Linked DNA regions of Sus scrofa: region 1 is linked to region 2. Evidence: chromatin contacts called from public HiChIP or PLAC-seq data. All regions are on one chromosome and are shown on one strand. Each heading gives the region's core, a stretch centred on a gene start, on an enhancer-like site or on the middle of the called end of the contact. The rest is flanking DNA. Distances are from core to core; before and after follow the strand shown.

The links. HiChIP or PLAC-seq counts read pairs in DNA pulled down with a chosen protein or histone mark.
Region 1: a contact with region 2 is called in an H3K27ac HiChIP or PLAC-seq map of alveolar macrophages. The contact joins two enhancer-like sites. A contact is called at or near these places in 1 of 47 Hi-C or Micro-C datasets (embryonic fibroblasts) and 1 of 2 datasets of contacts at active chromatin or transcription factors (alveolar macrophages).

What each region holds. Positions count from the first base shown.
Region 1 is chr1:29,644,610-29,651,425 of Sscrofa11.1, forward strand. It overlaps a transcript of SGK1 not described here. Among named protein-coding and RNA genes, the nearest start is that of SGK1, 100 kb to the right of the region's middle. Within about 2 kb of position 5,087, at least 4 of the 83 cell types and tissues checked have an H3K27ac peak or open chromatin away from gene starts, as enhancers often do. A contact at or near this core is called in alveolar macrophages, where this site is marked.
Region 2 is chr1:29,086,370-29,092,898 of Sscrofa11.1, forward strand. No RefSeq gene overlaps it. Among named protein-coding and RNA genes, the nearest start is that of ALDH8A1, 29 kb to the left of the region's middle. Within about 2 kb of position 3,487, at least 9 of the 83 cell types and tissues checked have an H3K27ac peak or open chromatin away from gene starts, as enhancers often do. A contact at or near this core is called in alveolar macrophages, where this site is marked.

The sequences.
Region 1 (6,816 bases), core at 3,837-6,336, 560 kb after region 2:
CTCAAAAAGTCAAGAGGCCCTGTAGTCATTCCCCTTCCTTAGTCTGTTCTTCTGACCTTGAACTCTTCACTCTTGACCTGGCCAACACACACTCTCATTCCTCAGGGCAGGATTGAAAGGTAGCCCTTAAAAGTGCCTTCCCTGATCCTCCCAGATTGGGAGAACTTCCTGTCTGTTTCGTTAGCAGTGAACTTCCCTCAGTTATGGGTTGATTTCACTATGATTCAACAATCGTTTCACCGTTTGACCCTTAACACACACATAAGCTCTTTAAAATGAGCCCAGTGGCTTTATTCCTGTTATATCCGCTGTGCCCAACCCATAGATGTGTTTAGTTATTCTCTGTTCAACTCTGAGTGATTCTCACCACATTTTAGCAGCATGCCTTCCTGGGCCATTCATTCATACCAACATTTATTCTGAATCTGCTAGGTTCCTGGGATTTTCCAGGCCCTGGAAATAAGGCAGAGGTTATATAGAAAGTAATTCCTGACCTAGATGCTTACAGGCTCATGAAGGGAACTAGTCGATAAACAAAGTTTGGAAAGTGAAATATTCCAGTCACAGAAGAACACTACTGTGTGATTGCTGTAGTATAAGGTATCTAGAGTAGTCAAATTCACAGGGACAGAGAGTACCAATGGTGGGTGCCAGAGGCTGGGGGGAGGGGCTGTCAGGGATGAAGAGGTACTTTTTAATGGGGTACAGATTTTCAGTTTTGAAAGACTGGTCTGGAGATGGGTGGTGGTGATGGCACAACAATGTGAAGAACGGAACTGCACACTTAGAGATGTTTAAAATGGTAAATTTTATGTTATGTAAATTTCACTACAACATTTAAAGATTGGTCTGGAGATGGGTGGTGGTGATGGCACAACAATGTGAAGAACTGAACTGCACACTTAGAGATGTTTAAGATGGTAAATTTTATGTTATGTAAATTTCACTACAACATTTAAAAAGTAAAGCACGCTGTAGTAGATGGGAAACGTGCTAAAGAAAAATAAAGATGAGAAGGAGGAATAGGAAGGGCTGAGAGGTAAGAGGCTGGGACAGACCTCAGGGCTGTAGGATTTCTTACCTGTTTTTGTTCAGGGCCTGAGCTACAGGCACCCAAACCACATGTTTGGAAGAGGATTCAGAAAGCCCTAAATCTTTCATCTGATCATCCGTGGGTACTAAAGCAGAACTTTTGTAATACAAGTTGCTAAATTTCCAAGACTTGGATGCTTTTCATTCCTCCAGCACCTTCTGGAAAAAGCATACAGTCCATGAGTGAAATCCTCAGGAAGAATATTTGGCAACTCAGATTGTCACTTGGACCTACCATTTATCTTTTCCCGTCCACTTTTCAGTTTGACATAAGCATTTTGCCACTGCGCGTCATCAAAGAATTATGAGACGATTTGAGGAGGTGCATATGATTCATTTTTGAAAATCAGATAATTATATCTGATTTATGTCTTCAGTGTCCTCATAAATCACCTTAATATCCATGCTTCCTTGAGTTTGGCTTTATACAATTTACTTTCCTTAACTCAAAAAAGATAATCAGGTGTTCCCATCATGGCGCAGTGGTTAACAAATCCAACTAGGAGACATGAGGTTGCGGGTTCGATCTTTGGCCTTGCTCAGTGGGTTAAGGATCTGGCGTTGCCATGACCTGTGGTGTAGGTCGCAGATGCAGCTCGGATCCCGCATTGCTGTGGCTCTGGTGCAGGCCGGTGGCAACAGCTCCGATTCGACCCCAAGTCTGGGAACCCCCATATGCCTCGGGAGCGGCCCTAGAAAAGGCAAAAAGACAAAAAATAATAATAATAATAATCAATGGGGAGTCCAAGTCACATTCTAATCTTTGAATAATTGATCCAGCTTCTATTTTTTTATTATTAAAATGCACGATTTCATTAAAGTAAGTATCATCAAATTTTAAGGTTTAAAGTTTTGATATCGAAGTTTGATCTACAAAATATCAAAACAACTGATTGTAAAGTGAAACTTCCATCCAATCCCAGCTGTTTTGGCTTTGCAGTGTCAACCATACAGCCTAGATGATTTTTTTTAATTTGTTTTATTTTTGCTAAAGTATAGTTGATTTATAGTATTGTGTCAATTTCTGCTGTACAGCACAGTGACACAGTCAAACATATATATATATATATATACATTCTTTTTCTCACTATCTTCCATCATGTTCTATCTCAGGGGTTATATATCATTCCCTGTGCTATAGGAGGACCTCATCGCTTATCCATTTTAAAGGTAATGGTTTGCATCTACTAAACCCAAACACCCCATCCCACTTCCTCCCTCCTCCTCCTTGGCAACTGCAAGACTGATCTCCATGTCTGTGAGTCTGTTTCTGTTTGGTAGAAATGTTCATTTGTGCCAGATTTTAGATTCCACATATAATGATTTTTTTAAAGGCAGTTTGACTTATAAATAAATTCAGACCTTCTAATAGTCTCTTTTGCCTCTAACCTAAAAGTTCTGCCACTTAGGGACACTGTGACTGGCAAAGCCTCATGAAATATTCAGTATATTTCTCCTTAGTAATGTCATCTTCGTTTGTTGTAACTGTATTAAGATTTTAAAAACTTACAAATCTTTCTCAATGAAATGATGGCGAGACTTTTACAGCTTATGGGAAACCAGCAAATTATGAGTCATCTTTATTGTCTAGATCCTAAAGTATAGATTGCCAAAGCTTAATTCTTCAAGTGTTAAAAATAGCCTCTCCTTCCTCTCACCACCTTCAAACACTCAGACCAAAAACATGGAGTTTTGCTGAAAACATAGCCTAGAAACAAGCAAGTTCTCTAATTATGAAGATGACATATGACTTAGAGAATAAGCTTCCATGACCATGATGCTGCTGTTAACTTCCCTCTTTGGGTCTTTTTCGGTTCTATCAAATGGCTTCTCATTCCTTTGACATTTTGATCATTGTAAAGATATATCAGTAGCACTTCTAATATTCTTCAGAAATGGAAATATTTGAGTGACTGCTAAATCAGAGCCCTTGACTAAATACGTGATTAGCTTCAGAGTTTTAAGGTCAGTAATATCTAGTGTTAAAAACCTTTAAAAGTCATTTCTTTCAGAATTCAGATGCAGTCGGGATACTTTTCATCCTCTTCTCCCCTTTTCTGTATCTCCTAATTGAATGTGTGTAAAGTAGTCCCTTCTCCTGTAACATTCGGTCGATTCCTGGGCTTTATTTTCATAATGAAATTCATTTGTGCAGAATAATGAACTCTAAGGTATAATTAAAGAAAAGTAATTTAACTTATCTGAGTCCTGCTTTCCTCATCTGTGAAATGGCAAAAGGTCTTTTCACATCTAAGAGGACAATTTGTGCAAAATGATTTGCTCTCTTGGTGTAATTTGGTTTTGTTGTTGTTATTGTTGTTGTTGTTTTGGCTTTTTGCCTTTTCTAGCACTGCTCCCTCGGCATGTGGAGATTCCCAGGCTAGGGGTCTAATTGGAGCTGTAGCCATCAGCCTACGCCAGAGCCACAGCAATGTGGGATCTAAGCCGAGTCTGCGACCTACACCACAGCTCAAGGCAACACCAGATCCTTAACCCACTGAGCAAGGGCAGGGATGGAACCTGAAACCTAGTTGGGTTCATTAACCACTGAGACACGACGGAAACTTCTCTTGGTATAATTTGTAACAACGCATACACCACCACCACTCTCCTATAGTACAAAACCCGAAGAGTTCTCATCTGGACTCCTTCAAAGGGCTTCTAACAAGGCTCTCCACTGCCTGTCTCCTCTCCAAAGTGTCCAACATATGGCTGAGCTGCAGATAAACATTTAACAGGCAAGTGACAGGTGTGGCTCTGGCTTGCTCCAGAATTCATTACAAATTCAAGGACCTCAGCAACATGTCACCATCAGACCTTTCCCACCTTCCCTTCTCCTCCTCCTCATCCTTCTGCCGCTTTTCCTGTCCCTCCCCTCCCCCTTGCTCATATTTGTTCATTCCTATGTATTTACTAAGCACTAGGCTAGGTGCTAGAAGCAATGATAAGCCAAACCAGACGAGTTCCAGGCAGAACACTGCTTACATAAAGATCCGGGTGGGAAGACGTGGAGAATTTATGGGAGGAGGCATATAAACTGTGTGGCTGGAGCAAAGAACCTGAAAGCTGGGATGAGTTTGGAGAGTAAAGTTAAGAAAAAAAAAAAGAAAAAACTCAGTAGAACCTCATAGGCCTCCTTAAGGAGTTGTGTCACTGTCTTCAGCACAAAAGGAAACTCTGTTGATTGAACAGAGCTGCAGTTCCCTGCAATTTTCCTCCCCCAAGCTGGTGCTTCTACAGTTTCTAAAGCGTGAACTACTCTCTTCATCTCTCCAACTCATAACCGTTATCCAGAACACCAATTTCAAATGGCATCTCTTCCGTGGAAAAGTTCCTCCAAGGATTAGACCTAAAAGTCCTGGTATGGTAGCTACTAACTACATGTGGTTATTAAACACCCGTAATGTGACTAGTCTGAATTGAGATGTGTTGGAAGTTAATGTACATCCCAGAGGTCAAAGACTTTTATGAAAAAAACTAAAAAGAAGATAAAATACCTCATTGATAGTTTCATATTGAGTACATTTTGAAATGATAACATTTGGATATATGGGATAAAATAATTATATTATTGAAATAAATTTCCTCTTTCCTTTTACGTTAGTTAATGTGGCTAGTGGAACATTTTAAATTACTTCTGTGGTTCACATTATATTTCTAGTGAACAATGCTCTTCTAGACGATACACTTCCTGAATAGTGAAATATCTATTCAATTATGCATCTGTTTATCCCCCTAAGCAACACACTGGCTTGTCCATAGTAAAGCCTCAGTAAATATCATTTAAATTCATGGCCATTCTCTAAAGCATTTTTAAAAAGTACTTTGCAATTTTTAGTATGCTGCCTACTCTCCATCTGAGATATGTAGCCAGGACTCCACGGCAAAAAAGAATGAGTGGGGGAAGGGCCAGGCTTTCCCTTGGCCCTGAGACAGCTGATGGACAGCCCATGGGGTATGACCATGGCACACACAGTGGGTCATGACGGCTGATTCAGAAGGTTTCTCTGTTTCCAAAACAAGAACTTTTAGTGCAGCGTGTGGAAGGAGCATTAAGGCAAGAGGATCCTTGTGGTTTCTCGCTGTATCTGTGGAAAAAACCTGTGGTTAAGGTTTAAATTAAACTGACATTAAAAGAGCCTTTGTAGTTGCTATGCGTATTTTCACATCTGTTGCTATAGCTCTACTGACTCTGGGTATTAGGAGTGATGGTTTAGGAGTGATGGAGTGAAATGTGGTTTCCTTCCTACGGACATTTTCTAGGGGTGACGAGTTTCTTTAATGATGCGACGTAGACCGAGGAAAATTATTAAGAGCATAGAAAATATAACAGGAAAAAAAAGATTAGGGATACCAAGCATTTCTGGTATGAGGGGGGCGGAAAAAAGTATTTAGGACTCCCCAGTACTACATCTGTTAATTTTATGGATTCTTTTGTTTTGGCTGGTTTCTGGTTTAGAGCAGTTTTCCTTACAGTTCACGGAGGCTCCCCCGTGACCACCTGCGTGCGCATTCTCCCTCTTGTTAAGGGGCCATTGGGGATGAACAAATGTATTTTTCATCCTAAAATGGTTGGGAACACCTCTTTGCTGATTTGAAAAACCGATTGCAAGGATAATGTGTTTTATGCCTAGAAACATAGGCATTTAACTATTTTAAACATAGTGGATTTTAGACTTCTCTCTAGGCTCAGTTTCTCTCCGTCTCCCATAGGAGCTTCTGCTTGAACCAAACCATGTCTCCTCATTCCTTCAAATGCCTGCTGCTCACTATGTTCACCTCAGCCTTCATCCTGCTCCTGACCAAGGGGTCTCTCTCAATGTCTCCAGGCAAACTCCCCTCCAAAGGTGGTCAGGTTGCTATCAAAGATTTGGTACCCAAAGAATTCTCATCCTAGCACCTCTGATAGGATAATGGCTGCCTATGGCAGGCTGCCTCCATGCCAGGGCCTAGTTTTGATTCAATCGATTGTGTCCAGTAAGACAAATTTATATTATCGGGTTTTCTCAAAAGGAGCAGAGGGTGTAGCTCACACTCAGAACTAGGAAACTTCTCTCTAATATACCAAGTATTATATGTGTTTATGTGAATGTTGTTTCTGTTAATTTCTCAATAAATTTGGGTAAACCCAAAGAACTTTTGTTAGAAATAATTTATTTAATTATGCCAAGCACGCTGTATATGACAGGCGCTAGGATAAAAATGTGTTTGTACATTTGTTGTTGAGACCCAGCACCTTCTATGGAGAAGCAGCAGGAGATGGTACATAGGACTCAGAAAAAAACTCAGACCTAGATACTGCATCTTAATTGCTGTGTGACTTTAGGTAAATCAAGTGACTTCTCTGAGCCACAGTATTTTTTATCTGTATAATAGTGATGATGCTGGCCTTATGGGGTAATATGTATAAGAAATGATAATTTCAAGGGCCTGGAACACAATAGGCCTTCAGTAATAGAAAACTGCTTTTTTTAGTGTATTGGGATATTATTGATGGAATCATTGGTAGAAATTTGACTCCATTTTTACTGAAATAAGGTGTTTATTTCACTGGGAGCTGAACATTTATGAGTCTAGAATGGGGAAGAAACATCAAACCCAGGTTCTGTAACCTCAGATGTTACATACTCTTAAATTATTACATTTTACAGAGTCTCTGATAATATATGGTGCCAAAATTTGATGAAAACAAACAAAAACAACCTCAGTCAACCATTTGGATTT
Region 2 (6,529 bases), core at 2,237-4,736:
TGCACTGCACCCTTTCCTCAGGATGTACTTAGTGCATTCTAATCTTGCGAAAGACTAACTCCCTGAACTTTAAGGTTAGAAATAATTAGACAAGAAAATCCCTTCCCTTGATTTCTTGTAACTGTCAACAATGATGAGTAGTGAAAACATTGTTCCAGGTCAGCCTTCTCACTCTCCGTGAACCTTTGCTCCATATTGTTTATAGAAAGAATATGACATTTCTGGCATGATAAGGTGCGCGTTGCTATTTCTGCCTTTGGACAGTTCTTTGTGCTTTGCTGTCCATCTCAAGAACCCAGATAGCTCCAGAAACCTAAATAAATGCTGTGATTCCTCCAGATTGTTCAACACACTCTCCCTGTCATTCGTTTCTCCTTCATTACAGAAAATACCTCCTTCTGTCTTCACCAAGCCATTTCGGAAAAATTCAAACCTTGGCAACAATAGATAGCTTCATATCTCCTGTCTTGATTGCTTTAGAGGTTAACCATACAGAAAGCAACATTTCATTTTCAAGCTCTGAAGGATCTTAAGGTGGCCTCATCCTGTTTTCCCTTTTTTCTCTTTTCATCATTTATACACACACACACACACACACACACACACACACACACACACACACACACATTTTTTTGTCTTTGCCTTTTCTAGGGCCGCTCCCATGGCATATGGAGGTTCCCAGGCTAGGGGTCGAATCAGAGCTGTAGTCACCGGCCTACGCCACAGCCACAGCAACGTGGGATCCCAGCTGCGTCTTTGACCTACACCACAGCTCACGGCAATGCCAGATCCTTAACCCACTGAGCAAGGCCAGGGATTGAACCTGCAACCTCATGGTTCCTAGTCGGATTCGTTAACCACTGAGCCATGATGGGAACTCCTATTGTGGAGTCTTTGCAGGGACCTGGGCACCTCTGGGAACCAGAGCTGGAGGTGGAGCTGCAGCTTCACCTGTGGCCTTGCCTTGGTCTGAGCCTTGGCCTGGGACTTTGGGCGGCACAGCCTGAGACCCTTGGCAATATGGGCACGAGCATGTTTCCCAAGCTTGGGGTGAGCATTCTTTTCACAATTTCTCAAGTTCTTAATAGCTTCAGTTTGCAAACTCTTACATTTCTCTAGTGGGGTTGACCTTAAAAAAGGTTAGCATGGGATTTTAAAACTCAAATAGTTCTATACCTACCACTCACTGTTGGAGCTGTGGAATGAAGTTCATATTGGAACAGGCCAGATTGAAGGGCACATCATATCTAAATCCTATTTGACCTTATTTAGTCATTGAGTCTTACAATGGATGGAGAATGCGAATACTGAGCGGCTGCCTGGGACATGTGGCTGGCTCAGACGGGGTTCACTTACAAGTTTTGGGCTGTGCCAAAGTGAAGGGCAAGTCCAATGGGAAAATAGAATCCTGAGCTGGACTAGTTATCCCCAACCTCAGACCCTCCTCACTGGGAATTGGCATGGTCCATGCATGCAAGTTGGAAGAAGAATTTCTGGTCTCATAGCAGGGGAAGAGAAAGAAGAGTTTATTGAGATGAGAGAAGAGGTGCTGCTAGCACAGCAGGACAATTTCCTACTGATCAGGGAGAGCTGACTCTGAGCTCAGTCATATCTGTTTTTATAGCCCAGGGAGAGAGGAGAGGTCTCATGATACACCTGCTGACCTGTTGATTGGTTGGGGAAAGAGGGTTTTCTGATACAGGTTTTCTGATATGCCCGCTAGTTGGTTGGGGCATATAAGGCTCATATAGGGGCAGGGTGAGGAGTGGGCCACTAGTAGGGGGCAAGAAGGAGTAGGCCAGGTTGCTCAAGGTGGGGGGGCATTACAAGGAGACAGGTGGGGCGATGAAAAGGGTCTGGTAACTCTTTCTTGGCCAGAGGTTTTGAGTTCTATGGCCCTGATGCCCCATAGGAATGACATTAATAATTGCACTTCCCAGCTGTGGTGGGAGTCGGGGGTGGGAAGGGACTGTGGCCACAGTTTTCATCTTCATTTGTTTTCAGAGCTTCACTGCGTTGGGACATAATTGTTTATTTTCCTATCCTGGTGACACCTGCTCACCAAAGCTGAAGAGTTTAGTGGTTGCTCTTCTTACAAATGTCATTAAACCCTCTCTCTAGAACCAAACAGAAGGCCTGCAGTGGAAAGTGCCTTGGTGTGCTTGATGCCAGTATGGGCACCTTATCCGGGAGTGGGAATGTGAAATACCTCATTCTTTTTCATTTTTATTTTTTGTGTGGTGTGCAGAGTAATTTCATTTGTGTGCTGGTCTCTGGATTTTTTTTTGAAAATATATCTGAATCATCAGACATTCTCACCCCTACCCCCCGAGGTATTTCTCTGATACGGTCGGAACAGCTTGTACTCAGGGCTCCCCTGTGATCTGTACACGCATTTCTGACACTGAACATTGCTAAGTAAGATGAAATGTTGAGATTATGGGGGTTTGTATTAGGTTACAGATTCCTGAGACATCATGTGAGGTGGCGTGACAACTAATGTCCCCTGGCGCCTTTGCTGAACTTGGCCTTTCTGCAACCTGTGCAGTTTTCAAGGAAACGGCTGAGTGGTTTTGTTCTGGCTGATGGCAAGGAGTTGGGACAGATGAGGAGACACTCTTCTTATCTTCAAAGTGTGCCAAAGAGTGGGGACAGAAAAAAAAAAGGAAACCTTCAGCCTGGGTAGTTGTCCTTGGCATTGACCTGGCCTGTGTGCTGATGTACGCTGAAGTGCCCTCTGGGTACAGAGAAGGAAGGTGGCTGGGGAACTATGGTTTTCTTAAGGGCTGGCTGGTTCCCCGCACAAAGGCTCCTCGGCAGAATTGATGCTTTTCATTGCTCTACAGCCTTGTGTGCCCTGGGGTGGGAGAGCCGTGAGGTGAGAGAGCCAGGTGGGTACTGCGGACATGTGTAGCCTGTCCCCTCAGGAATCCTGGCAGACCTCAGGGAATGGAAGTGTGTGAGATCTGCTCAGACCTCTCGGTGTGCCCTGATCTAATCATCATGGATCCTGGCCACTTGGTTTATGGCTTGTGGTCTCTGTCAATCTGTAGACAGTGTGAGTTTCATCAGGCCGAGGATGGTTTCATGAGGCCCGTTTCTTGACCAGCCATGGAAATACCTACTGGGGATGGCTGTGCTCCTTAAGGAACAAAAGAAAATCTTCTCTAATCATGAATTATTTTTTATACCTGAGTCGAAGTTCACAAGTCCCAGGTAACCTAGCTGCTTTTATTAACTAGTTACAGGACTTGAGAAGTGCTTGGACCAGGGGGTAAGAAGAGTTTTGCTGTATAGTCCAGCCCAAGGTCTGGTATGGTAGGGAATGGTCTGGCTACCTGTAGAAGACTAGAAAGGGCAAGGACCCTGCACTGGGTGTTCGCTAAGGAGTGGGGCAGGGGCTTAAGGAGTGGGAAGGAAGCAGAGCTGAGGTCAAAAGCGAGAGCATGATTGTGGCGATGACCACGAGGGGGCAGTCATGACAAACAGCTGGAAGCTGAGGGCGCCTGTTCTTACCAGGGGCAGACATTACAATGGGAAGTACAGAGCAGCAGAGCTTTCCAAACTCTGGCAGGCAGAGCTGACCTCAGGAAATGTGTTGGTAGACAGAAAAGCTCTGCTGGAATTCAGGGATGGGGCACTGATTCCCAGAAGGGAAATAGGAAGGAGCAAGAAAGAACCCCAGTGTCAGACAGTGATGCCAACACCAGAAAGGTTACCCAGAGGGGAAGCTGTCACTAGCCCTATGAGTAAAATCATCTTATCTTAGAGACCTGGCTATGAGAACTAAGGCATAAGGTCAGGGTTAGATCAGCCTCCATACTGACTTGAGCCTGGAGCTCCTTTGATCCCTTCTTTCCCAGCCTGGGGGATGCTCAGCCTGGTGGGGCTGAGCTCGTGTATGCAGTTCAAATGGATGGTGTGTGTGTGTGTGTGTGTGTGTGTGTGTGTGTGTAAGATGGGAAGGTGGTAGAGTAAGAGAGCTGCAGATCCTGGGATCACGCCCAAACCTGAAATGGTCTAACAGAGCTGTTGTTAGTTCGGCATTAGATACAGTATATTATAGCACTTACATGTGAAAACTATTAGGTAAAATATGAATGGGAGGAGTTGCTGTTGTGGCTCAGTGGTAAAAAATCTGACTGGGATGCATTAGGATGCAGGTTCAATCCCTGGCCTTGCTCAGTGGGTTAAGATCCTATATTGCTGTGGCTGTGGTTAGGCCAACAGCAGCAGCTCTGATTCAATCCCTAGCCTGGGAAAACCTTCATATGCTCCCGGTGCAGCCCTAAAAAGACAAAAAAAAAAAAAAAAAAAAAAAAAAAAAAAAAAAAGGAGTGGGAGAACTTATTTATTCTGTCATGAGACAGAGATGCCAGACTCTCTTCAAGTACAGAACTGCCGTCTGTGCTGTCCAGTCTTCTGCTAAACCCCTTCCTCCGTCAGTCTCCCACTATCCACTTAAGTAACTCCTACCTAGTCTACTTAGCTTTTAAAACTCACATCACTCACCCTTTCTAGTGGAAGCCTTTTCTGCATCCCTGGCTGGGTGACATCCTTCTTCAAAGTTGAGTTAGAATTTTACGGAGTTTACCTCATTATTTAATTACTTTGGGTCTCTCCCACTAGAAAATAAGCCTCATGAAGACAGAGAGCATGTCTGTCCTTTTGGCTGCTGTGTCCCTAGAACCTAGACTAGTTCCTGGTATATTTCAGGTGTGTAATCATTATATGTTGAATGAATGAATATTTGGAAAGGAATAGCACTTTTTTTGGTAGGTGAAAACAGGAGCATTGCTGTGGCTGTTTGGTACAATAGGCACCATGGAATGCTTATGAAAATAGGTCATTCTGTAAATGCATTTCAAAGACTGCCAACTAATTGAAGGAGACCAGGATGGAGGGAGTTATAAAGCCACTGAATACTGATAATTAAATTCTTATCCATTAAGCCCAAGTTTGACATAAAAGTAAACAAACGTGAAGATAAGTAGGTTCTTTAAAGAAATTCAAGTTCACTTATAGGGCCAATAGGTGACCACAAACTTCTATTTTTCTTTCTCCCTACTCCCTGCATTCTGTATCCTGTCCACATGTATCTAAGTAGATAAATAATATAAAATGAACATTGAATACATGCTTTAAGGAGACCAAAAGTCATGCTTGTAACTAGAATAGAGGCTATGGAAGTGGCTGTAGAAGTTTAACATTTGATGTATGTTAGAGTGCTTTGGTTTCAGTCTCTCCTGGTTATAACTGTGTTTTCTTTTAAGGGGAAGATTTTCAGGGATATTCAACAGATGAATGAAGTTTTTAAAGATGTGGTGCATACGTACAATGGAATATTACCCAGCCTTAAAAATGCTTGAAATTCTGGTCATTGTTACAATATGAATGAATCTTGAAAACCTTTGCAAAGTGACAGAAGCCAGAGGCAAAAGGGCAAATAGCGTTTGATTCCACGTATGTGAGGTACCTGGAATAACCAAATTTCTTGAGACAGGAAGTAGAACAGTAGTCACCAGGGACTGGGGGAGAAATAAGTGGGGAAATAATTGTTTAATGGGTACAGAGTTTCAGTTTGGGGTGAGAAAAAATTTCTGGAGGTGGTTGGTACGGAAGGTTGGACAACAACGAAAAGGTACTTAGTATTATGGCGCTGTACACTTTAAAAGGGTTGAAATGGTAAATTTTGTTATGTATATTTTACCACGATTAAAAAAAGAGAGAGTGCAGGTTAGCCAAAGTCAGTGTGTCAAGAGAGGGATCATAGAAAGTCATGTCATCAGAAGGAGAAGCCACCTGGATGCCTGGTATAGTGGACCAGAAACCAGGACCCAAGCCCAGCTCTTCAGTGAGCAAGTCACCAATCCTCCTTGGCCTTTTTTTTTTTTTCATTTGCAGTTAGAAACCATGAAACCCCACCCCCCACCCCCGTCCTATCTCCTAGGAACTGGGTTATCTTGTGAAAGTATTTTTACACTCATCAAATTCTACATACGTGGAGGCATCACTACCTGAGGCGATGGAAACGCCGTGTTGGATGGTAAGTGGACAACACCGATTCCTTAGGGTGGTGTTCTGGAGGCGGCTTTCCCAGGCAGGTGGAAAAGCAAGAAGAAAAGTTAGAACAGGATAGGAAATAGTCGTCCTATAGAGCTACTATTCCACTAAGACTCACAGCCTTAGTGGGAAGCTCAGACCCATCCACCACTTCAGTGAAGCAGCCTGTCTTTGCAGCTGAGTGTCTCTAAATGACCTGCTAACAATGAAGCTGTTAATTAACATCCATAAAAACCAATCAGGGGTGCTGTTGGATATCTGACCTATCTAGTAGAGGGTTGGGCAAATAAAAGGATGATTGATTCCCCACAAAATTCCAAAGATCTGGCTTTAGACACCAATGGCCTATGTCTGTGCTAACTACTTATTTGCTAACATGAGATGCAAAATACGGAATTAAAGCAGGCTTCCTTGCAAGATTCCTCTGGTTCTGTCAGCCACATAGATTAATACCTGCAGGGAGGAC